5 separate regions of the Sus scrofa genome follow, and regions 1, 3, 4 and 5 are each linked to region 2. The links are chromatin contacts, called in public HiChIP or PLAC-seq maps. All regions are on one chromosome and are shown on one strand. Each heading gives the region's core, a stretch centred on a gene start, on an enhancer-like site or on the middle of the called end of the contact. The rest is flanking DNA. Distances are from core to core; before and after follow the strand shown.

Region 1 (2,700 bases), core at 143-2,642, 330 kb before region 2:
AGGCTTCAATTAAAATAGTATTTAAAGCCTTGTGAAGGTCCTTTATTAGCATTTATAATATATTTTCATTAATTCTGTGTGACGATAAAGTAGTAAAAGTGCCATTAAACAAACATTAATGAACTAGTGAGGCCAAAACTAAGAAACATTTATAGGCTTAAATTTCTTTCTTTTCTTTCTTTTTTTTCAGGGCTACACCTGTGGCATATGGAAGTTCCCAGGCTAGGGGTTGAATCAGAGTTGCAGCTGCACCACTATCAGATCCCAGATCCTAGCCAACTCTGAGACCACAGCTCACAGCAAAGGCGGATTCTTAACCCACTGAGCGATCAAGGATGGAACCTACATCCTCATGGACACCAGTGGGGTTCTTAACCAGCTAAGCCACAACAGAACTCCTAAGCTTAAGTTTCAAATCGTCATTCCACTGTCCCAGTGAAACCACTTCTGCATCCATGCTGTCCTGGAAACATCATTTACCATTTACTTTTATTGAGTTCATAGTTCTAATTCAGGTCAATAAAACAAAGGTAAAAGCTGATGTGACAAGGCAGGTGTCAAAAGTATGACTAGTGCTTTATTACATCTATTAATCAACAGAACCAGAAGGCCTACGCCCTTTTCCTTTTAGAATGGAGTTATGTGTACATATAACTTTTATATAAAGTGATATTTTAATATGGTTATTATACATTACCTAATTGGTGTGTGAGTTTATCTTAAAAGCACCTTTTATATAATCACTTAAACTCTTAATCTGAAAATTTTTCCACGACACACTAAACCACCTAAAGAGGTAATGGTAAATTGATTATTGTAAGGATTTGGAGGTTTCCTACCTCTGAGGAGGAATAAAAGGTAGACAGAAGATTAAAATGAGTCCTATTTCAGCGTAAAGAAAAGTCGCAACAGCCGCCCACTGAAGTGTCATTTTTTTTCTTCACACCTAAATAGAGAAAACATTTTATTTTACTCTGCCGCCTTTCTGGGTTAAAGGCCAAGCCCCCGGGGAACAATGCTCCCTCCCCGCCGCCGTCCGACCTTCCCCTAAACCGGAGGCGCCCGGCGGTGATCCGCCGCGGGGCCAGAGGGGAGGGAGCAGGACAAGGATGGGCCTGGAGGCCGGGTCTCCACCTCCCCGGCAGCTGTGCAGAACCGGCCCGGGAGCCCTGGCTGCGCCGCGGCCGTGCTTCCCGTCCACCTTGGCGGCGTCAGCAGCCTAACGCACCCTCCGCTAACGCCCGCGCCCTGGGGGCCCTCCCGCTCCGCGAACGCGCCGGGGGCAAGACCAGGCCCGTGGCCCAACCGCGCGGGGGGGAGTGGCGCGACCCCGCGCTCCACGCCGCCTCGGGCACCGCGGCCCCCGGGGCCCCCGCCGGGCCTTACCCCGCCAGCCGCCGCCCGGCTGCCCGCGCTGCTCCGCGGCCGCCGACGCGAGGGACGTCACACGCCGCAGCGGGGGGAGGGGAGCGGGGCGCGCCCCACCCTGACCCGGCCCCCAGCCCCGGCCGCCGAGCCGCCCGCTCCCTCTCCCCGCTGGGGCCTGGGTCCCCGCCCCCGCCGACCGAGGTTGGAGGTGCGAACACGATAATTAGCAATAATTGTTTTCTAATTGGTGGTGGAGTTCGTGGGTGACTGACTCTTCGATCCCGTGCTTGGGGCTCCCAACTACAACTTATGCGCGAGAGCCAACTTAAAATTTCTGTTTCCGTGGTAGGGGTGCGGTTAACCGACGTTCGGAAAGAGCTTGGGGCAAGGCGCCTGAGCGGGAGCACTGGTGAGGGTGCCGCTAGTTCAGGGGACGCGTCTAAAACGCTCCCCTTTCCTGGTTCGTATTTTGCCATAGGTAGTTTCATGGTCCCGAGTTAGGCCATGTTAAAACAGCAAAGTAATTTGATTGGGTAGTTGGGCCGCATTTTCTTCTAAGAATGTAGCGTCAAAACACACTTCGTGTAACGTTTTCTGCTCTTGTTCAATGGCTGGGAAGAGGAAATACATTATAGGGTGATGTTTGGGGACTGACAGGAAAGGAAAACAATGTGGGTATGGGTTTATTCTTCCAATTACTATTTTACGGGCTTTCAAATTGCGTGAATATACTCAAGTTATTAACGGTTCTCCCCAGTATTAACCTGTTATTAACGCACATGAAAGGTATTATGCTAGAGACAATTGTTTTGAGAACGTTAAAGAAACGATGAAAATAAAGGGGGGTGGTTATTGAATACAAAAAGACCACATTTAAGTCAGTGCTTTTTCTTCTCACAAATATACTTGATTACATAGAAACGAAATTTACAACACAAAATTAACCATGAGGAACTTAAAAAAAAATTCGTTTAGACTCCTTGCCTTTCTACACCGGTTCCTTGGAAAAGCTGTGCCCTTTAATTACGCTGTTGTTCTCACAACACTGAAGTATTTGCAAACATAAAAAATGACTTAAGTTTTGACTACAGCTTCCTATTTGCTTATACACTATTTACATTTAATGAAAAAGCCGGTTATCCTTAAAAAATCCCGCTAATTTTATAAAATTTGGTTGTGATTATCGCTGTACAACTATAAATGTAATAAAATTCATTGAGTAATTTAAAAATAAACAGAAATGAGAGCAAAGAATGTGCCTAAAAAATGGCAACACAGTGCTTATGTTAAAATGGATTCATTTAATATCCCCAAACTCTTGAACTAAACTGT
Region 2 (2,700 bases), core at 106-2,605:
AAATGTAAATCACTATCAATAGCTAAACAATAAAAGTATTTACAAAGGTTAAGGTCAGTTTAATTCTCAAAAGGTAACTGATGGAATCATTCGCTGCTAATTAGAGGGAAATAAATATAAACCACTTAGTCGGAATTGTTGGTGGAACTCAACACTTCCGAATATAAACACAACTCCCTATCGTCCTCCCTTAGTATCAGTGGCTCCCAGAGCTAAAGGCTCTAGAATACATCCCCGCATTCAGCGCTTCTTTTACAGAAGGTTGTTGCCGAAAACTCCTAAAGAATGAACTCCAGAAGGTGAAGAATGCCCAACGGCGAGTAAAATCCCCTAACAGCAAGTAGCGTTTAAAGAAACCACAAAAACCCGGCCCCGGCTGCCGATTTCGCCTGGATTCTTTTTTGTTTTGTTTTAATCTGCCTGGGGCAGCAGCATAGGTTGGAAGGAGAAGACTGGAATCTCCTGCCAAACCTCGGCTCCGGGTCAAACGGAGGCACAGCCTCCAGGTTCACGCCAAGTCCATCCCCCACCCTCTTTCGCCATTCATCGCGTTCCCTCCCCTCCCCCCATCATGTGACCGCAGCCTGGACTCCAGGCTTGTTTTTCCCCTCGGCTCAGCCCCACCGCGCAGGCGCCACGGAGCCCATTCATTCGAACTGCGTAACAATGAGCTCCGGGGCCCAGCAGCTCCGCGAGCTTCCCAGCTCGTCCCAAAGCCCCTCTCTGCCCGAAAGAGGCGGCGCCTCACTAGAGTCCCCCACCCCCGGCCAGCTGCCCACCCAGGCCAACCTCCGACCCCCCGCCCACACGCGAGAAGTTGAGGTCAAACTTTCTTGGGCAGCCCCGCTGCCGCGTCAGGCCCCTTCCCCCGCCTAGGCCTGCCCCATCTTCCCACCCGGCCCGGCCACCCACCGCGCAACCCGGCCCGGGGCGTCATCCTCGCCAACGCCTCCCAGCCTCAGTCCCGAGACCCCCGCTGGCCGCGAAGCTCAGGTGAGCTCGCGGGAGGCGCCACTCCAGGGGGTTCGCCACGGGCAAGTATCGGTCGGTTAACTGCTCCCACCATGAGGAAGAGGAGCGCGAACCCAAGCCTGCCCGGCGGCCGGATCCCCTCGGGATCCTGCCCCTCCCTTCCCCACCCCCACCCCTTCCCGAACAGAAAGACAACAAACCCGTCGCGGAGTGCAGGCAGCCCTGGCTCGGGCCCCCCTGGCCGCGACAGCACCACAGGCAGCTCCCATACTCCCTCTCCGACTGACGACGGCCTCCCTGGCACGCGTTACCGCTCCCGCCGCCGCTCTTAGTTCTCAACCGAAACTTTCCTACTTACCAAACCCGTCGCCATTACCAAGTCTTTCAAGCTTCGTCTTCCCCCTCCCCTCAACCCCCCGGGGGTTGGGCCTCCGAGCAGCTCCTTCGCCCTATTATTGGTCTGAGGAACTGCCATTCGACCATTTCCCTTTCCCATTGGGTGATACCGTGGTCCTTCTCGCGGGGCGGGCTTGTATTGACTTTTGTGTTGTGTTCACTGGAGAAGATGGTGTGTCAATCACTACGATGAGCGCTTCGGATTGGATTGCTGCCGAGACTCCCGGGACGCGAGCCAAACTTTGCACCCGAAAAGGATTGTGGGTTCGTAGTCTCATCCTAGTTTCATGCCTCTCGGAACCTGCAGGTCGGAGGAACGTTGGACTACAGTTCCCAAGACCGCCTGCAGAGTGCGGTCTTGATAGTAAACAAGAGTCATAGGGACACGTGTATCAGCTCGTTTGTTTTGCTGTCTGGGACAAAAGGGAGGGGGCGGAGGAAGGGAGTGTTTCAAAGCTTTGGCCTCTTCCCTTCCTTTGGGCCTTTCCTAGCACTCAAAGCAGCTTCACGTCTCTCGCAGCACCCATTCCGGGCCATAAACAGCCAGAGTCGCTCGCGGCTCAAAGTTTGGCAGGAGGCCAAGGTATTGTTTTAGAGAGAAGGGAAGGAGATGACTGCACAAGCGGAAGCAGTGCAGCATAGCGAGGGACCCAGTCACCCACAAATCACGGCCCCAGGCTTGATGAGGATAATAAAGACGGTGCTGAGCTCCAGTCGGAGGACAGCCTTCCTTTACAACGCGCCTAGCCTCACCACTCTCGGGACAGCAGCTTGAGGCTTCTCTGCCAACTCTGTTCAGTTCTCTCAAGATTTGTTGAATGCCGGCTACGTGCCAGGCACTGAGAGGCTTGGAGATGAACAGAAAGAGAGAAGCTCAGAGTCTGGAGAATTTACAGAGGTCTAAGGGGCCGGAAGTGGGGGCGATTTGCTGTTGACTTTGGTATTGAGCGAAATCAAAGCGGTGTTTTGCGTATTGAACCGCTTGAGGGTGGTTTAAGGTAATATAGAGGGGGCTATAATGTATGACAAAGTGATTTATTTTGTAAATCATTTTCTAAGTTTCTGCGGTGAGTTTTTGTTAACCATTTTTCCTCTCCAGAGGGCTTCCCATTGATGAAAGATGAATGACTTCCCACTTCGTGTCCATCAGAGTTCCTCCTTAAGTTACTAATGCTCTGACTCAGCCGAGGAGGAGGATGACTTCTCTGGCTTTATAGTTACCTTCACTTTAAACAAGGCGGTCCACCACAGTCCCTAGTCTGTAATTGATGTTATTACCATTCCCATTACAAAAACATTATTAAGCTTTTTTCCTTTGAACCTTTAGTGTTT
Region 3 (2,700 bases), core at 40-2,539, 260 kb after region 2:
TGTTACTGCAGTAATAAACTCTTCAAAAATGATCGAAATGCTAAACATATTATTTTTGTTATTAATTTTTTTAAGTTATTTCCCCAATAAGATTTTTTTTCCTAATGTACAGCATGGTGACCCAGTTACACATACATGTACGCATTCTATTTTTGCACATTATCAGGCGCCATCATAAGTGACTAGACAGAGTTTCCAGTGCTACACAGCAGGATCTCATTGCTGATCCATTCCAAAGGCAATAGTTTGTATCTATTAACCCCAAGCTCCTCAACCAGCCCACTCCCTCCCCCTTGGCAAAATTGAAATGAGTATGGTATTTTTACTTTAATATTTAGTATCCTTTAATATTTTGTAAGATATTCTAAATAAGAATCAACTATTGAAACAAAAATTAATGTTTCAGAAAATATTATACTTCTTAAAGGACCAGTGTTAGTGAAAATCACAACTACTTATTTCCTTAAGAAATAGTGGAGCATTTGATATACAGCAAAAAGAAGAGTTGAATAAAATATAAGAAAGACAGGTTTCATTAGATGCAAACTTCTGTTCAAATCTTGGCTTAAACTTACTTTTAAAAACTTCTCTCACTTAAAAAATTCTGAAGTTACACCTAGTAAATACATGAAATCAACTGTCCCAAAGAACTGTCCCTTGCCCCTTAAAACCTTCACTCTTTGGTCTTTTGCCGCATTGTAGAACAAAGAAGGGAACTGTAAGATCTGTTAATGTTGGCACTAACTTAAAATGGGTCTAAATTTATGCAACATGCAAATGCTCAGCAATCACTTCTGCCTCGGTAATATCAAACAGTCTTACCAGATATGAGATGCAGATGAAAACAGGCTGGCTAAATACTCACTGCTTTCCTTCATGGTTGAGGCTATGAAGCTTTCTCTTTTTACGAGACGATGTTAGAAGTACCACATTCGCGAAGCACGTACTTGTAAGAACCTGAAGGCTGGCTGGCACTAGGCCCCCACACCCTCCCTCTTCCTCCCAAACAAAAACAAAACAGGACCGATGCACCTGCAAAGCTATCGCCGGAACCCCGTGGACATGCACACACACAGGTTGGACGAGACAATGAAACAGAGACATTCAGTGGCAGTATCATCAGAAGAACAACAGGTCCAGATAAAAACATTCTAGCTCAGAAGGAAGTGTCACTATTCCGAGTCAGACCCAACAAAGGGCAAAAATAGAAGCAAGTAATACCTGATAAAGCAGCGGAGGTGATGATGCTGAAGGATCATTTGTTTAATTTCTGAAAACAAAACAAATTCAGAGCTACCCAGTAGGCTTCTAAACTCTTCCGCTTTTCTGGGTCTCCCTTCATATCCAGATGCAGAGGAAGTGTTGCAGTTACCAGGAAGGAAGTTTTAACCAAGTTGATTATACGTGCGATTGCTCATTTTAAAAGTGTCAGAAATGCATTTCCTGTTAAGGCGCACACACAGAGAGAAGCACAAACGGGAGCACTGTTGACTCTGTCTACTTTTTACTCCTCGGACCCATTTCTTTAAAAGTGGCGAGAGAGTGGAAATGAATTGCAATGACCTAGATCCAAACGAAAAATAATTCGGAAGGTATAAACACACGAACTATTTTTCTAGCTAGTTCTCGGGAGAAGAAAAGGCCTCAGAGCCACAATATTAGAGAAACAGCCTGGTGGGAAGAGTTTAAAGAGCCAAATTAAACCTGCAAAGCCCATTCAAGTAATTTTCCCTCTTGGGAATGCAAATGACCCCTTGGCCGTACCCTGTAGCTGAGGGCTGGGGGAAGAGAAACTTGTTGATGTAGGGGACTGAGTTATCAAGGGAACATTTTCAAAGACGAGATCTGGAAGTTCACTTCCTTAGCTGGGTGAGACAGTTCTCTATTTTTTTGCACAGCATTCAGGCTCCAAAATATCACTGGCTCAGACTGAAAGTACTCTGTGTGTGTGTGTGTGTGTGTAGTGGAGACTTACTGACAGCAAAGATTAACTGCAGACAAATAGAAGGAGGTTGCTAAATGCTATAGAGGTGAATGCAGCCACACCACCAGCTAGAGTTGGTGGAGATGGCCTCCAATTCCCAGGGGCATGGAGAATTCATAGAAAGTCCATCGTACATCATTTTTACAGCAGCTCTGTCTCTTCCAGGTGACCTCGAACTCCTTCTAGATCCTCTCCTCCATCCCAGAGTTTCCTCGCTTCTTCCTCCAACCTAGGCTCTCATGGACTCCAGGGGAGCCCCACAGACAACAGACAGAATAGGTTTCTTGGAGATGGAGAGTGAAGAGTTACTCTCAGTTACTCTGACACGGAGAGAAATATTTGCTCCATCCCATCTACTTCCTTTCACATTGGCCCTGTGGATCTTGGCTTCCACCCGTGGTGCTGTAGTAGCTGACATCAGCTGGCAAACTATTTAACTCAAAGGTTGCCTCCCACATCTTTAGAGGGATCTTATCAGCTTCCCAAAGTGCATCCCTTTGTCGGAATACTCCCTTAGGAACCTGGCAGCTTGGGAAGCCTCAAAGTTGGCCTTCTTTGGTTGGTTGAGGGAGGGACCAAAGAGCCACACCATAGGTGTTTACCAAGCTGTGCTTCACCCAGAGTGTGAAGAGGGAGGGGTAGGTGGGCCTGGTGGGGGTTTGGTGTTGGTTGGGCTGACCGCAGAGGAACCATGAGCTTGGCCAGCTCTGTTCCTC
Region 4 (2,700 bases), core at 73-2,572, 490 kb before region 2:
TTTTTTTTTTAAAACTTATTATGTCTTTCCCAACAGTACCTAACCTCAAAAAGAACATAGACTCAGTGTATCTTGTTTACCATTCCATCTTCAGGCCTTGAAGAGTGTGTGTAAGATACACGTACAAAATTAAGTAGGTAGCTGATGACAGAGGACATCCCGACTAATAGTTAATACTGGAAAAAGCCTTCTCTAAGCCTAGATATAACCATACGGAGCAGTGTCTAACTCCAAAGGTACTCATTCAATATCCAAAAAACACAAGGAAGCAAAAGCCAAAAGACACACAACAAAGAGTGGAGCCATTCTTACTTGGAGAAAAGGATGAGAGTATCTTGATTTTAAGCTCAAGATTGATGGTTAAGGACCACAGCCGAAGAGCGGGGCACGCTTTTGGCTTAAGCAGAAAAGCTGCTCCCGGTATGATTCCGAAAACCATATCCGACTCCCTTCTCCCACCTCTAGTCCATGAAAGACCAAGCGGTGACCACCGCAGCACCCGCCCAAAGCTGACTGAGACAGCAGGAAGTCTCCAATCCACTCTCGCGCAACGACTCCCAGTTCAATGAGGCTTCCCCGACTCCGAGATTGGAATCTACCCGCCAGTCCCCATAACGTAGGGCACGGCACCCAGAATGAGGAAAAAAAGAGCCGGCGCTCTCTCCTCCCCGCGTGGCCTGCGCCGCCCGCTGTCCCAGCTCGGAGCTTAGCAGAAACAGAAAAGGAACGGCTGTTGCCGGCACTGAGGCTGTAGGTACCACACCGGAGGGTAGGCCGGGAAGTAGCAGGCCCTGGCCGGACACGGAAAAGGGTCTGTGAGATTTCTTTTTCCCCGCGACACCTCAGTGCTGTGGGGCGAGCGTAACCCCTCTATGCCGGCTGGGCGACCAGTCCCAGGCCGGCCAAGGGGGCATGGAACCGGGACCCCCACTGCCTCCGCCTCCTTACCAGTGTGATCCATGATTCGGCTCGCGGGGCACAGTGGGAGCGGAAGTCAACGGCGCCGGAGTCGCAGGGAGCGCGTGCGCGCTACCTTCCGGAGCCCGAGAGGCGGAAGTGCGACCAGCTCGCCCAGGCTGGGGCCCTTAAAGACGTCTTCCTCTCTCCTTGGCTAGCCGACTCCGGTGAGAGAGTCAGGCATAGTTCAGGCAGAGCGAGAGAGAAAGAGCGAGTACGCGAAAGGCTACACTGTCGAGACTGCTAAAGCTTCCTCTCATGTGCTTCAAGAGGGAGTAGCCTTTAACTGTGGAATGGAGACCGACCGGAACCTAGGAGGAGGGGAGCAGCAGTAGCCACAGAACTAAGCTCGCGGCAGGTAAAGCGGCCGCCCGCTCCGCAGAGCTTTGCCTTCTGGGATATGTAGTGCGCCGCGACACTGGAGCCGGCCGGGCCCACTGCGCAGGCTCGGCCGTTAGGCTGGCCCCACCCCGGCGGGCGGAGTAACGGTTTGGAATCCCCCTGAGTCCGCGAGCGGAGGTCTCCTCCCCCACGGCCAGGAAAACTGTAAACACGAGCTCTGCGCAAGGCGTTCTCCAGTGGGAGGATGCCCGGGGGAAGGTGGAGCTGTGTGAGGCTCTCAGCAAAGCAAGAAAGGCTCTATGCTTACTGTCTACATTTTGCTTTGTCGTGAAGAACTGCAGAGATCCACGCAGAGCTGACTTGAGTATCAGCCCTGATTCCCACCCATTTCTAACGCTTGATGAGCATTCATTTTCTAGGCAGAACGCTTGTGGGGCTAGGATCCCTCCGAACATCCCGCCTAAGGACTGGATGCAGGGCCAGCTGGAGGGCAGGTGCCATGCAGCCGCTTCTTGTTAGAGGAAAGCGGGGACTCAAGTGCATGGTGGAGCTGAGGGTGAGGAGAGCATGTTAGGGCTGGCCGTAGGGGAGAGGTGAAAGAGGAAAGGCTTAAATGAGGAAGAGATAGCAGCATGGGCAGTACCTAGTTCCAGTTCTTGGTCCCGGGGGTTCGTGGTTGCTGCCGCTTTCATCGTCCTCAGCTGAAACAAAAGGCAGGTGCCCAAGAGGGATTCCTGAGGGCCTTCAGTTGGGTCTCCACTTCCAGGCCCTGGCGCATCTGTGTTCACTCCCTTCTCCACCCTTTCACACTTGACGGTCTTGGATGAGTAGAAAGGAGTGCAATTAGTGGAAAACACAAGCTGGGAGTCCAGGGATTTGGGTTCTATTCTTGTTGTCTCTGGGTGACGACAGCATTACCTCGTGTTATTCAGGCTTTCAATGCCAGAGTTCCTAGATCAGAGATTATCGTATTGATCTTTTAGAGAAGTACTTTTGATCTCATGGAGACAGCAGTGAGTGATGGCTTGGAGCAAAATCTTTAATTCTCCGCTCAGGAATTGAACCTGGGCAGCCTGGATGAAAACCGGGAATCCCAGCCACTAGACTAGCAGAGGCTGAAAGCAGAATTGCCCTGATTCTTGCTCCTTGTTGAAAGCAGAGATTTTAAAGGTATAAAGTTTATTGTTGGAAACAGTACAACATGTGGGAGAGCACACAGAATTTTTTTTTTTTTTTTTTTTTTTTTAAGGCCACACTGGCAGCACATGGAAGTTCCCAGGCTGGGGTTGATTCAGAGCTATAGGTGCCAGACTACACCACAAACGCAGGATCCAAGCCTCATCTGTGACCTAGACTGCAGCTCAAGGCAACACCAGCTCCCCCACCCACTGAGCAAGGCCA
Region 5 (2,700 bases), core at 114-2,613, 310 kb before region 2:
AACACTTCATCGAATGAATATTACGCAACTTTTCTAAAAACTTTCAATGTAAAAGCCAGGGAAGGAGAAACAACCCATACTTCAAAGATAAAACTTAAGTCATTGTTAATATTCAAATATTATTAAAGCCAAATTTTGTGTATACAGAATATGAAACTTATGTGAGTCTGAGCACACTGCCCTTGGCAATCTGAATAACCTCTATTCAGAACAATCAATCTTATTCACAACATGCTTGAGATCAAACAAATTATTTAGGGAAAAACCTCTGAAACAAAGTCAAGAGAAAGCTTAAAGCAGTGCACAACTATTTGCTTACTTGAGTTGTTATGAGTACTTAAAGCTTTTAGGCTTATGCAGTAGTTCGTACAGCTTTTGGCAGAAGTATTATTACCACACATTCTCTAAATTCTGTTAGAATCAAGAGAACCTTTAGCTCTAGAGCTGGGAAAAGCCGATTCCCTGTATACATACTATATACAAAGAGAAAGTTAATGTTTCTTTTCACGAAGTAATGCTTAACCTCCTTGCATATGTGTGGTTGATCTGGTAACATATTAGCATTTATCGCGGGACAAAGAGAGGTCAACAATGCAGATGTAACAATGGAGAAGATATAATGGGAACTAACATGATTTTACAGCTATCCATCAATTTGTAACAAGAAGTCTGGCGTCGCTCACAACACGTGGCTGAAACTAAGCGGTAGATAAAGCGTAAGGTCACCGTCTGATGGAAGGGTTGGTAGAGGTTGAGTCCCACTTGTCTGTTCCTGGTTCAGTCTTCCTACTTCAATGACTTTCACCTCTCCTAATTCTCCCCACTATTCCCCCCTGGCAACTTTCCCCCCCAAGCTTTTCCCGCCTGCCTTTACCCAAGAATGCCAATCAAGGCGCGTTACGGATAAAACTGGGTAGCTATTAACTCCCACCAGCTGTGCAGCGAAACTCCCAGAAACCCCCGCTCTCTTCTCTTGCCTCCATCAATACGCCCCTGCTCTTAGGTTAAATACTTGCTTTGGCGGTAAGTGTTGCGGCCACATTCCGGCGCTCAGTTCTCTTCCGCCTAGGGAACTCCGCCAGCCCCAGGAGCGCGGCAGCAGACGGAGGAAAGCGGCGGCCCCGGATCTCGGTTTCTCACGTGCGCCTGGCTCTCGGAACCCACCTGCTCTGGGGTCCCCTATTCCCAGCCCGCATCCGCCCAGCGGGCGCCGCACAGCTGATTCTCCACGCCGCTGGGGAGTCGCGGGCCGGGCGGAGCGGGTGGCGCCGAGATTCTGCGTCATCACCTGGGCGGGGCGGGCCGCCGTTGACGCCATCACCTCCGCACCTGCCAACATGGAAGGTGACGGCGGCGTAGCTGGGGCTGGCTTTAAGGCTCTGGGCTCTGCAACGGCTGCTGCGGCAGTCAGGGAGCTTCTGCAGGACGGTAAGAAGTTGGGGTCTGGCCGGGCAGGGAGTCTGGGGAGCTGTTCTCTTCCGCCTCTGGGCCCGGGTGGTGTACTCGAGCCGTCGCTTTGCAGAAAGTTTTCCTGTCTCTACTTGACCACTCCCCTCCGCCCGGCCCCCTGGCGTCTGGGTGCTGGCCTTGCCAACCTCTTTACCCAGGGACTTGCTGTCCCCTTGGCTTCCAGGTGTCCTGGGGGATACTGGACTTATGGAAGCTCCTCATTTCAAGTCTCCCCTCCACGCGCTTGGGGCTTCGCTGATGTTCGGAGTTCCCATACGCAGCGGCCCATTGCTACCGCAATTCTTGACCGAAGATTGAAGTGTCCTATTCCCTGAACAGTAAGACATGGAACAGATAAGCGCGTAATGAAAGCGGCCCTCATTTTTAAGTAAAGTTGGAAACATTCTCTCTGTTAATGAATTCTTGGACTACACAGGTGGCCCAACTTCAAGCTCGGCTTTGTTTTTTTACTGGGCATTTATCCACAGCCACACGTGGGGGAGGGTTCGGAGCATTAATCAGGCTGGGATTACTCACAATGTTTTGAATGTAGCAAGCAGGTTTATTGATAGTTTTGGACAGAAGTTGTTAGAAATAAGTTAGACATAGTTCGTTTGAGAAGCACATAAAACTGCGTTACTGAAGTTAACATGCTTCAAGTCTGTTTTCCTTCAGAATAAAGTTTTAAGTTTTTAAGATCCTTCTCATCTGTTTTCAATTTTCTTCTCTAACCTCCATCACGGTTTACTTTGTATTTAAATCACTTCTGTACTTAATCTTTTCTACTGCGTTGTAAAACTCGTTTTATACTCTACAGATTTAACAACAGTACGTTGCACACATTAGGTGCAGAATATGTGATTTTGTTTTAAATTGAACATCTCAGTAAGAAGGATATGCACACATTTGTAGACCAAAATAATGAACGAATAAAGTTCAAAAAATTTTGTTTCCTCTGTTGTATACATTATTATTGATCTTAAATGACTTGCCTCATGATTTATATACTTTTGTCAGAATTAACAAATGATGTTTTCTGAACTAGATTGCGTTAGATTCTTTAGGTTAGGCTCTATTGCTAATCCATCTTTGTATATTAATTTAAACTTAGTTTAATCAAGTTCTGTGCAGTTCCCACCCTCTAGCTCACCATTTTGGTAGGGAAAATAGTCTTACAGAGCTATAAAGATAAGCGCTGTAATATAGTGTTGTAAGTAGCAGTGGAATTGTATATTCAAAGTCAAACAATAC

What was found. HiChIP or PLAC-seq counts read pairs in DNA pulled down with a chosen protein or histone mark.
Region 1: an H3K27ac HiChIP or PLAC-seq map of alveolar macrophages shows a contact between it and region 2. The contact joins the promoter of BCAP29 here to the promoter of HBP1 in region 2. A contact is called at or near these places in 2 of 2 datasets of contacts at active chromatin or transcription factors (alveolar macrophages and skeletal muscle).
Region 3: a contact with region 2 is called in an H3K27ac HiChIP or PLAC-seq map of alveolar macrophages, with 4 times the contacts expected there. The contact joins the promoter of PIK3CG here to the promoter of HBP1 in region 2. A contact is called at or near these places in 1 of 5 promoter capture datasets (liver), 2 of 47 Hi-C or Micro-C datasets (epiblast stem cells and heart right ventricle) and 2 of 2 datasets of contacts at active chromatin or transcription factors (alveolar macrophages and skeletal muscle).
Region 4: a contact with region 2 is called in an H3K27ac HiChIP or PLAC-seq map of alveolar macrophages. The contact joins the promoter of CBLL1 here to the promoter of HBP1 in region 2. A contact is called at or near these places in 3 of 5 promoter capture datasets (fetal liver, fetal skeletal muscle and liver) and 2 of 2 datasets of contacts at active chromatin or transcription factors (alveolar macrophages and skeletal muscle).
Region 5: an H3K27ac HiChIP or PLAC-seq map of alveolar macrophages shows a contact between it and region 2. The contact joins the promoter of DUS4L here to the promoter of HBP1 in region 2. A contact is called at or near these places in 2 of 2 datasets of contacts at active chromatin or transcription factors (alveolar macrophages and skeletal muscle).

The regions. Positions count from the first base shown.
Region 1 is chr9:107,291,035-107,293,734 of Sscrofa11.1, reverse strand. BCAP29 (B-cell receptor-associated protein 29) reads right to left here and starts at 1,392. Exons shown (of 8, transcript XM_021102603.1): 1 at 1,042-1,392; 2 at 840-946. The coding sequence starts at 931. DUS4L (tRNA-dihydrouridine(20a/20b) synthase [NAD(P)+]-like) reads right to left here. Exons shown (of 7, transcript XM_021102600.1): 7 at 2,241-2,700.
Region 2 is chr9:106,964,715-106,967,414 of Sscrofa11.1, reverse strand. HBP1 (HMG-box transcription factor 1) reads right to left here and starts at 1,355. Exons shown (of 11, transcript NM_001244264.1): 1 at 1,331-1,355. The coding sequence starts at 1,345. LOC110262252 (a long non-coding RNA gene) reads left to right here and starts at 1,613. Exons shown (of 2, transcript XR_002347084.1): 1 at 1,613-1,951.
Region 3 is chr9:106,703,661-106,706,360 of Sscrofa11.1, reverse strand. PIK3CG (phosphatidylinositol-4,5-bisphosphate 3-kinase catalytic subunit gamma) reads right to left here and starts at 1,289. Exons shown (of 11, transcript NM_213939.1): 1 at 1,222-1,289.
Region 4 is chr9:107,454,883-107,457,582 of Sscrofa11.1, reverse strand. It overlaps CBLL1 (E3 ubiquitin-protein ligase Hakai), which reads right to left and starts at 1,322. Exons shown (of 6, transcript XM_003357515.4): 1 at 949-1,322. The coding sequence starts at 961.
Region 5 is chr9:107,272,234-107,274,933 of Sscrofa11.1, reverse strand. DUS4L (tRNA-dihydrouridine(20a/20b) synthase [NAD(P)+]-like) reads right to left here and starts at 1,363. Exons shown (of 7, transcript XM_021102600.1): 1 at 1,165-1,363. The coding sequence starts at 1,339. It overlaps COG5 (conserved oligomeric Golgi complex subunit 5), which reads left to right and starts at 1,045. Exons shown (of 22, transcript XM_021102595.1): 1 at 1,045-1,428. The coding sequence starts at 1,338.